Linked DNA regions of Mus musculus: all the other regions are linked to region 3. The links are chromatin contacts, called in public Hi-C maps. All regions are on one chromosome and are shown on one strand. The core of a region is the stretch at or near the end of the contact, and the rest is flanking DNA. Distances in the headings are between cores, read along the strand shown.

Region 1 (3,393 bases), core at 800-3,299, 39 kb after region 3:
CCAAGGACAAACTCCTCAGATGTCACTGCCATCTTCCTCACGGCCTGCGTGGTGCTTTTATGGCTGATGGAGAAGATTCGGATGAGAAGAGATAGAACCTTGGAGCAGGAAGATTCCCAGGTGAGGGTGTCTCTGGCAGTGACATCAGTGCTTGGAACAGCCAGCGAGGCAGCCAGCTTGAGAGCTTGATTAAGGCAGGGAGGCGTACTATGAGCAGGCCCATTTTGTTAAAGGTTGTTTCCCACAGTGGGAAGCAATGAAACACTCACTTTCGGCTGCATGTCAGTATGTTCTAAAAAAGTCTTTAAGATGAAGAAAGTCAGTGGGGGTTGGGGGGCGTGGAAGGGGTCTGAGTCTCCTCTTGTCGCCTGCTGGGTTTGAAGAGCTTAACTTTGACCATAGGCAGTGTCTCTCTGGAAGCCCTGGTAAGCCCTTCTGTGCAGATAAATGACCATATCAGAAGCTGAAGGACGTGGGCCTGGATCCAAAGACAAGTGAGCCACTCCTGTGTCCCCAGACAGCAGGTATACCTTCATGCCTGTAAGTGGGGTAGGTGTGAAGCGCTTACCTGGTCCCAGGTTGCTATGGTGATTAACTGATCATGTGTGTGTGTGTGTGTGTTTGTTTGTTTATGTTTATGCGTGTATATGTGCATATAATTGTTCACACACATATACACACACTTCTTAAATTATGAAGCACCTTGCATATTTTATTCATGTTCTCTAGCTATTTTTACTCTCCTGTGATATTCACAGCATACAGCTGTCTGTAGTAACCATTTACATACACATATGGCTCCATGCTGTTAAGTGCATTCCTGTTTACATAAGCCTGGCCATCCAACTCCAGGGCTGTCTCACTTTCTTAGGCTGACCTCTAAACATCGCTGCACAACCTTCCTTCTGGTCCCCACTTCCCCTCGCCACCTTTACATCCGCCATTCCACTTTCTGTAGCACACAGTGCCTTCAGGCGTCTGCCCTGTCTTTACACACAGTGAACAGAGATGGCGCTCTGTTCCTTTTCTTGGCTCACTGATCCCGGCACGGTACTTTTAGCACATGGCATTGCGCTGGATGAGACTGCACAACCCACCAAGTGTTGTTACTCTGTGTCATTAGTATGAGCTGGAGCAGGGCTATCAGGGTACCAGTGTGTGTGTGTGTGTGTGTGTGTGTGTGTGTGTGTGTGTGTGTGCGCGGTGTAGGCCAGAAGTCAGTATCACATGTCTTCCCTGATTATTGCTTTTAACCTCTTCCTTAGAGACAGTATGTATCGTTGAACTTGGAACTTACAACTCATCTAGCCTGGCTGGCCAGCCCCAGGGATCCTCTTGTTTGTGTCTCCTCACTGCTAGGATTACACGGCCATGCTGCCATTTCTAGCTTCCCTGTGGGTACTGGGAGGTCCACACTCAGGTCCTCGGGCTTGTGCAGTGAACGCTGTACCACAGAGCCACCTCCTCAGCCCCGTGGAGTGTAGGAGACGTAAGCGAGGGTCTGTTCCAGCTTCAGTTGGAACCGAAGCTGGTTTTGAACATCAAGGCTGCCATTGACACATAGATAATGCTTTGTTTTGTGTTAAAATGCACCTCGAGGCAATATTGGCATGTTGTGTAACACATGCGTGGTGTGTAACACATGCGTGGTGTGTATGCAGGCAGGGATTTAAGGTTTTGCATTTTTCTCCCCCATCGGTGGTAGAGTTCTCTCCTTTCACTCTAGAGATCCCGAAGATGGAGCTCGCCTGGCTTTGTGGCAAGCCCCTTTACCTACTGAACCGCCCCGCTCCTCCCTCCGTGGACGGAGCAGGCAGATCGCTCCTCCCTCCGTGGACGGAGCAGGCAGATCGAGTTGGGATCGGAGTGGGATTGGGTTGAGTTGAGTGAAGACCGCGGCCTGAGAACAGTCGTCGAAGGGACTTTTTAAGACGGAGAATGACATCAGGGTCTTATTTACCTTCATGGGAAACGGAACTGAGCTGGGTGGCACGGCACAGATGGTACATTGTTCCTGCAAGTGTGAGGACAGGGAGAGAAACAGATCCAAACAGGAGGCTCCGGAGCTGGCACCCAGGCGCCAGCATTGGCTCAGGCCTCCCCCAGCCCAGCCTCCCTGCGCTTGCGGGAACGCGGCATCGCAGAAGCAGGAGGCTGCTGTTATTTTGATCACCAGGCTCTGTTTAGTGAATACACTTGATTAATCCCCTCCTTCTCCTCATGGATGCTATTTTGAGTGGAAAATCACTACTGGAAAAACAAATCCCTACATTGATTATGTACAGCATGCGCCCCCTCCCCCTTACATGCCAGTTGGAGTCTCTCTCAAAAGCCCCTATTCTAAGGCTTAATCTCCAGCCTGTCACTTTTGGGAACCTTTTAAGGTTACGGGCACCGGTGGAAAGATTATGGGCTGTGTCTTGTGAGGATTTGGGGACCTCGTCTTTTCCCTGTTTCATCTCTCTTTCCACTCTCTGTCTGTGGAGTGACTTTGCATCCAGCAGGAGCCCCCTCACCAGCAGACCACAGACTAGAGCCTCCAAAGCATAAACCATAACTGATTTCCTGAGATACTCGCTACACCACACCCACTGGGCTGTGGAGCCTAATGGTTAGAGGCACTCCATTGTATTTCAAAGAATCTGAAGCCACAGAGAGGTTGGCTGGTTTGTACCCAGTTAACAAGTTCTCTCAGCTCTCAAGAAAAGGAACATGGCTTACCCACCTGTGGTGTGTGTTCCTTCATGTGGCACATGGAAAAGCAGTGTTAGGAGGCAGTCTTAAGCCCGAGTGCTTAGCCTGTGTTCTCCGAAGGTGGGCATTTTCAGAAAGGGCTATGCTTAGGCCATGGAGGGCACCCCCCTCCTCCCCAGCCTTCTCAGGACTGGTTTGGTTTAAATGGGGACTTGTCAGTTCTTCCTAGCTGGGAGGAAATGCTTTCTCAGCATGGTGCATTAGTCATGAGCAGGGTGTAGGAGGGGGTTGAACAATCAGCCCGACCCTCCTCCCCGTGGATGGGCTTTCAGGCTCAACTCCCAGCCCCAGCTGGGTTGGAATTGAGGACTTGCTGGGGACACCCCCACACACTCTCCCCGCTGTGCACTTGAAGTCTTGGATCACGAGTGGGAGAGGTTAGCGATTTCAAGGCTGGCATCAAGTACCGCCAGCCTGGAGCTCAGGGAACCATGGCCTCCGCAGCTTGCACGTGTGTCATAGGGCAGCTGGGTGAAGGGTCACGCGAAGGGCACTGAGGTGCCAAGTGCCCAACTGTGTGCTCCGAGTCTGTGCTTCCGGCCCCCAGTGCTGTTTTCCACCATCCTGAGAAAGAGCTGGAAGGTGTTGGCTTGAGTAGAAACCTGGGATCCCAGCAACCCAGGATGACAAGCTCCCTTG
Region 2 (3,538 bases), core at 13-2,512, 62 kb before region 3:
CACTAACATCAGAAGAGGCAGGAACAATCCTGTCCACTCAGCCTGTCCTGGCGGAGTGCAGCCACAGAGCATGGTCTTCGTGAAGCATTCTGGGAGCAGTGTGGAGCGTGGAAGGGAGACTGGCATTGAACACCCGTGTTTCTGGTTCTTGGTCTGGAAGTGGGAGAAGAAGGAAGCCTTTACACATACTCGCCCTGGACTTGGAAAGATCCACGTCAGCAGCCTTGATCTCCACGAACTGACCTCTCGGCTAGCCCACCAAGTCTGCTCAGATGATCAGTGGTCATCTCCGGAGGGAACTCACGTGTCACAGGCAAGCCATGGGATTTGTCACTGTTAACAAGACGATCGATAATACAGTGAGCTCTCCCTGCTTTTGCTGAGAATTCCTGGTCTTGCGCTAAGTACTTTGAAAAGCTGTCTTAGATGGGATGAAGATTTTTTTTCTCCCAGGTGTTCATTTTCTTCTGTCTTTGGTCTCACTGTTGGGTGATCGAAAGAGCTGTAGGATGTTCTCCATTTCCCGGGGTAGACCCCGCCTCCATGGAGCCTCTGATCACCTGGGACTTCCTCAGGGAACACTTGCAGAATCTGTCCCTTGGAGCAGTTGGCTATTTAAGCTCCGAGGCGGCTTTCTCTGAGTCCTGCGGGTGGCGTGTGTCCCCAGTGCATTCTGGAAATCCTTTGGTTTGCTTGATGCATTTGTTTGGACGTGACCTTTTTCTGGTTTCTCTTTCCTGGGCTTTTGCCCGCTGAGGAAATGATCTTCAGATCCTGTCCATCTGCACTGGTGGCAGCAGAAGAGAGATTTTCTCTTCTCTGTGGTCCAGATCCAAAGGCCAGACACCTGTCCTTCAGGGACTCGTGTTATTCTGATGGGTGTCGTTTCCTGATGTGTAGACTTAAAGATGTCTAGTTCTGTAAGTCATCAAATGTGATGTGAGACAGGGTGGGGCGGGTCCTTGGCTGATCTGAGGTGCTTTTATTGATTGTTTACTGGACACACAATGGAATGATTTCTTACCTCCATACCTCCGTCCCCAGCCGGCCCTCAGTGTTGGCCCTGTTTAGTAAGTTTTTCCTGTCTGTGCCTGATTCATCCCGAGAGCTTTGCAGATAGATCCTTTGGGAACCTTTGAGTTTGAGAAGAAAAAGGACAGCGTTTCTTTTAAGTTAATGAAAACCCTCTGCAGGAGAAACGTGTGCATGTGCTGTGTCTAGGCTGTGCTCACGGACACTTGCCCACTCCCCTGGTTGTTAAGGAGATCCATATGGGTTTGGATCAGGGTTGAAGCTCATCAGAGTTCTTCCTGTGCAGCTTTAGAGCTTTGTGGTGATTTTAGAGTAAACCCCGCAGGCTCCTGAGGGTTCTGCCCTGGAGGAACCACCGGTGGGGAGTGACGTGCAGAGGTGAGGGACCAGATCTCAGCTCTTCTTCCAGGCCTCACCATCTGCCAACTGTCACGTTTGTAGTCATCATGAGCTTGGAAGAGTGCTCCCCGAGCTCCGCTCTCATCCGCCAGGGCCGGCCAGTCCGTGCATTTCCAGGTGTTGAGATGGCTAAGCTGATGTAACCCCAGATGCTGCTGCAGGAGAGTCCAGCCGAGTCTCACTCACAACTGTGAGACTGGATCGTCACCTCATTTCCAGTCGGGTCCCTGTGGAAGGAGAACAGCTGGCCTGTCTGTTTTTTGTCTGCCTGAGGGTTCCTTAAAAAGCAGTCTGAGCTTGTGCCAAGCAGAAGAGTAGATGTGCTAGGGTCTGGCTGCGGCCAGACTGGCTTTATTGACTCTTTTGATAAAGTGGGATGGGATTCCTTTCTCAGGGGCATAAATTCATGCTAACGTGGGCATGGGGCAGGATGAATGAGACATATGGAAATAGCAAGAGATGCCGAAGCCAGGCCAGGAAGGATACCATTCAGATATGTTAGGAAATGTCCAATAGAAGCAGGAGTTTGTATTGGTTATCTTGTTTTAAAAAATGTTTTGCCATTCATTCATTCATTCATCCACCTACCCACTTATCTTATCTCTATCTATCTCTATCTATCTATCTATCTATCTATCTCTCAATGTATCTATCTGTGCACACGTGTGCCACAGCCTGACACAGGTCATCAGTGGGTAGCTTGTGGGATCAGCTCTGCTTTTCCACCCTCTGGGTTCCAGGGCTTAGACTCAGATCGCCCAGTTTGGTGGCCAGTGGCTTTTCTTGCTGAGCCGTCTAGCTGGGTCTCCTCTTAACCTTTTCAAGGCACAGATGAAGTTACTTCCTCCTGCTGTCCAGCCTTGCTGGCATCACAGAGAATCTGCTCTCCACGTGCACCAGCATGGAGCAAACCCACCTGACTCAGTGTATGTGTGCATGGTTAAATTGAATTTAATTATTATGATTTTTAAAAAGAGGGTCTCACCCTGTATTCTTGGCTGTCCTGAAATTCACCACACAGACCAGGCTGACCTTGAACTCACAGAGATACGGCTACCCCCTCCCTGAGTGCTGCAATTAGAAGTGTGCACTGCTTGTCCAGCTGTGTGTGTCAATAATTTTGAAAAGAAATTAATTTCCTCTGTACTGAGCATGTTCAAAAGTTTTCCTTGTCATTGTTTCCTGAGCAGTACAGTGTGGCTGCTGTTTATGTGCGCGCATTGTATTAGGTGCAAAAATGATCTAGAGAGAATTCAAAGTGTACAGGGGCTGGGGGTGAGTAGAGAATGTGGACAGATAGTCTGCCGTTCCATGAGAACGAGAGCCTCCTTGACTTTTGATGTTCCAGGACGGTTCTAGAACCACGTACATTCTCTCCTCCACAGAAATGGAGACGGTTCTAGAGCGAACCTCTCTCCTCCACAGATATGGAGACAGTTCTAGAGCGAATCTCTCTCCTCCACAGAAATGGAGGGACAGCTGTGTTTATACCCGAATCCAGTGCTTGGCAAAGCTGCCGGCTGGATCCACCTTGCTTTGGAAACACCGTTTCCTGTCCCGTGACAGCATTCGTTCCTTTATTTCCCAAGCTGCGTCTGTGCTTCAGCAGAGCAGGGCAGTCAGAGCATTGTCGGCTCCCTCTCTGCGGTCTCAGAAGCAGCTGGCAAACGCGTTCTCCACAGCCACCTTTATCCACGCAAAGAATTCAGGCTGCGGTATCAACTTTTGGTTAAGAGCACTGACTGCTCTTCCGAAGGTCCTGAGTTCAAATCCCAGCAACCACATGGTGGCTCACAACTACCCATAATGAGATCTGACGCCCTCTTCTGGTGCGTCTGAAGTCAGCTACAGTGTACTAATGAATAATAATAAATAAATCTTAAAAAAAGAAACTCTGTAATTGTTCGTATCATCTGTTCCTCTTCTTCCTTCCTCACAGCCCCCTTCCTCTTCCCCCTCTACCACCTCCTTCTCCTCTTCCTCCCCATCTTGATGTTAGCATTTTAAAATCCAACCCTCAGCCCCTCCTTGGCACTCTCTGGCTTGCCGAGGGGCATTCATTTCGTCACTTCACATTTGGGGACATTTGGAACAATGAGGTGAGAAC
Region 3 (3,313 bases), core at 271-2,770:
TTATGTGTACACATGTACCTTTTCATTGTGGTGTTAGTCTGAGGAGGTCAGAGGCTGACCTCGGATGTCTCTTCAGGGTTTCTCCACTTTATGATCTTGGGGCTCACAGTCACCTCTACTGGCCAGCAATCCTTGTCTTCATAATACTAGGGCTACTGGCGAGTGCCAGCCAGTATGCTTGGATGTTTTGGATCAGGTCCTCTTGTCTGCTTGGCAAACACTGTAGATCCCTTTCTTACCAATGGCTTCCTGCCTGCCTGCCTGCCTGATTCCGGTTGGTGTTCGAGTCACTGTAATCCCTTTAATGATTATTGCATTTCTATTTTTGTGGTCCATATATTTGAGGAAAGTCCCTTGCGTGGGGACAGGGGTCTTCTTTATCTCATTTATATGAGGACACTGTTGCTGTCTTCAGACACACCAGAAGAGGGCATCAGATCTCATTACAGATGGTTGTGAGCCACCATGTGGTTGCTGGGATTTGAACTCAGGACCTCTGGAAGAGCAGTGATGCTCTTAACCTCTGAGCCATCTCTCTAGCTCCAATATCTTTGACTTTTGCTACAGCTAACAACCTTATACAGTGATAATGCTTTATTCACCTGTCAATCTCAGCCACGACTGCTGCAGCCATGTCAGAAAAGCTCTCTGCTTTGTGCTGCAGATACCCGCCTTCCTACATCATGATGCTTCCTTCCTCTGACCGGCCACACCCGAGGCTTCTTTTTATCACTGGCCATTAGAAGTTTTATTTAATGAAACTAATGTTTGGAAACCAAGGTGGAGCCAGGAGAGCAGTACTCTTTGGAGTGAGGGAGAAGGAAGTTAGTGGGTTTCCTCTGCAATTTTTAGAAACTGTCCTATAAATGTTGTTCATGGGAATCAAACATATGGCCGCTTTGTGTTAGAGGGCCAGCGAGAGAGAACTTCTGGAGGATTTTCTGCACTGTGTTAGCAGTTAGCACTGGTTTTAAAAAGGTTTTTGTTTTGTTTTTGTTTTTCTCCTTTCTCCCTTGTCCGATTTCTATGTTTAAACAAGTGTTTAGGAATTACGTCTCTGTCTAGCAAACCATCCAGGGTTCCGCTCCTGTGGGAGCAGGTAAGGAGGTGTAGTTATCCTTTAGGAGATACCAAGATATCTGCAGGTGACAGCAAACAAGAGCCTATGCTTTGCACAGAGAGCTCAGTTTCACTTGTAAAATAGTTAAGATCCTATAGGGAGAAATCTCAAGGATGTGGCGGAGCAGGGTGCTGGAACTGAACGACAGCCAGCAGAGTCCTCAGCTAGGCAAAGGAACGCCAAAGGCGAGAATTTAATTGAAGAAAGGGGCGGAGAGGGAGGCGAGGATGGAGGAGGAGGGGAGGGAAGAGGAGGAGGAGGAGGAGGAGGAGGAGGAGGAGGAGGAGGAGGAGGAGGAGGAGGAGGAGGAGGAGGAGGAGGAGGAGGAGGAGGAGAGGAGGGAGGTGGAGGAGGAGGAGCCGCCGCCGCCGCCGCCGCCCTGGGCCCTCTCCAACACACCCAAATGACCAGATTCATCATAGCACGAAACTTCACAAGTTACACCCACTCCCTCGCCGGCAGCGGGGAAGGCTACAGCTTCCTGATTTCAGTTACTGGAAGTTGGAGAGATGGAAAGGCGGCCGGGAGTGTGAGCCTCGCTGAGCAGCGGGTGAGCTTCGGAAAATTCAATCCACTTTCTACCCGCAGTCTTCTGGTGCTGGGTACTCGGGGAAAGCTGCTGCGTGAGGCTGTGCCGAGGATGGGTGGGAGCCCCGGAACTCTTTACTGTGGTCTGGGGCTGGGAGACTGAATGGCCAGAGTCCTGGCACTGCTTAGTTTCTATGCTGCACCCAGAGCGCCGCGCTTCTCAGTTGTGCTGTGAGAAGCAGTCTGCCACGCGGGTTCTGACTCTCCGGGAAAAGAGGCTGGAAAACTTCATCAGTTTCTCTTGCCTAAGCGAGGATCATTGTATGAGAGAAACGGGAAAGAGGCAGTGAGATTGATCTTGACACCCACCAGGGATGCTTCCTGCCTGAAACCCACCGTGCTGTGTGAGCCTCGGGCGATTAGGCGGTGTATGGGGTAGGGTGGGTGGAGGGAATGCGAAGGAGAGGGCTGGGATTCTAGGCTGGGCTGGTTTCCTTGGGTGGGGGTGGGGGTGTTCTGAAGCTTTGGCTCCTGACCAACACCTGGATGGGACTTCTGGAATGAGGGTCTGGAAGTCTCGAGTTTTCCCACTAGTTTTGCAATTAGGCTAGTTGGGCTAAAAGCCCCTTTGGCATGGGGAAAGGGGGAGGGGGAGAACTGTTTGTTTATCTGGAACTTCATTTTTGATGTGAGTTTTTCTGCCGCAGCTGGTTGATCTGATTCATTGCCTAATCGAATTTGGGGTAGAGTGAAGAGAGGAAGTTTGGCTGAAGGGTGGCACCAGGTTTGGGGTCTTTGTAAGAGACAATATCCTAGCAAAGCATAAACTCGGACCCCCACTCCCCCTGCTCCGCCCCCCCCCCCCATCCTGATTTTTGTTTTCAGCACACTTTCTTGGGTATGTGGTCTTTGATTGCTGTGTGAAGTCAAAGGAAGTTTTGAGGCTGACATACCTGTTTTGCATATTTCGGATCTCATCAGTGATTTGGTGATGCATTGGAGCCAGGATCTTATATGTTTGTTACTAGCTAATCCTTCATGAAATTACTTTTATAGTAAGAAAGGTAACTGCGATGGCTGGCTCTTAGGTTTGTAACTACCTATCCATTTTGCAACAAACTCCTAGTTTGAAGAGAGTGGAATGGGAGGTGTTCTTAGCTGATCTGGTCATTTTCCTAGTGTCAGATAGGATGGCTCGGCTGTCTCTTCCACTCTGGTATTGCGAATCTGGGAAGCAGGCTGCCGGGAACCTTCTGCTCCCTTGAGGGGTAAAGATCTACATGTAAAGGAACGACTCTGTGACCAAACTAGACCTGGCGGGGGTGGGGGTGGGGGTGGGGGTGGGGGACGGACAGGTGGCATGGCCCAAGCTGTCACACCTGCTAGCTCTTCTGTGGATCCAGAACCAGCTCAGTAGGGAGGTGGCTGTGGGCACGGTGTTGTTGCACCTACTTCTGAGGAACCGGTTGTCTGCCGCTCTGCAGGAGGCAGCTGAACTGGATCTTGTGATGGCCAGGGCAACACTGAGTAATGGATGCGATTCATGGAACAGTAACCCGGAGAGAAAGGGGGAGAGAAAGGGGAAGCTGCGCGGCGAGTGACAGATGAAGTGCTCGCTGTGGGTGGACACAGTGGACGGAGCTGGGGTTGACTCTGCTGTAGGAC

Evidence for each region. A called contact is a pair of places that touch in the nucleus more often than the background predicts.
Region 1: a Hi-C map of cerebral cortex shows a contact between it and region 3, with 1.8 times the contacts expected there. The contact joins the enhancer-like site here to the promoter of Tiam1 in region 3. A contact is called at or near these places in 4 of 484 Hi-C or Micro-C datasets (brain, cerebral cortex, embryonic fibroblasts and 1 more), 3 of 115 datasets of contacts at active chromatin or transcription factors (bone marrow-derived macrophages, embryonic stem cells and memory CD8 T cells) and 4 of 9 other capture datasets (adipose tissue, liver, macrophages and 1 more).
Region 2: a Hi-C map of cerebellum shows a contact between it and region 3, with 2.7 times the contacts expected there. The contact joins the enhancer-like site here to the promoter of Tiam1 in region 3. A contact is called at or near these places in 15 of 484 Hi-C or Micro-C datasets (8-cell embryo, the G1E-ER4 cell line, Sertoli cells and 10 more), 5 of 115 datasets of contacts at active chromatin or transcription factors (double positive thymocytes, embryonic stem cells and forebrain) and 4 of 9 other capture datasets (adipose tissue, embryonic stem cells, liver and 1 more).

Annotation. Positions count from the first base shown.
Region 1 is chr16:89,920,252-89,923,644 of GRCm38.p6, reverse strand. The region is part of intron 2 of Tiam1 (T cell lymphoma invasion and metastasis 1); the gene reads left to right. Among named protein-coding and RNA genes, the nearest start is that of Tiam1, 39 kb to the left of the region's middle. Within about 2 kb of position 2,049, at least 36 of the 459 cell types and tissues checked have an H3K27ac peak or open chromatin away from gene starts, as enhancers often do. A contact at or near this core is called in brain, cerebral cortex and forebrain, where this site is marked.
Region 2 is chr16:90,020,990-90,024,527 of GRCm38.p6, reverse strand. It overlaps a transcript of Tiam1 not described here. Among named protein-coding and RNA genes, the nearest start is that of Tiam1, 62 kb to the right of the region's middle. Within about 2 kb of position 1,262, at least 11 of the 459 cell types and tissues checked have an H3K27ac peak or open chromatin away from gene starts, as enhancers often do. A contact at or near this core is called in cerebellar granule neurons and cerebellum, where this site is marked.
Region 3 is chr16:89,959,034-89,962,346 of GRCm38.p6, reverse strand. It overlaps Tiam1 (T cell lymphoma invasion and metastasis 1), which reads left to right and starts at 1,520. Exons shown (of 28, transcript NM_009384.3): 1 at 1,520-1,670.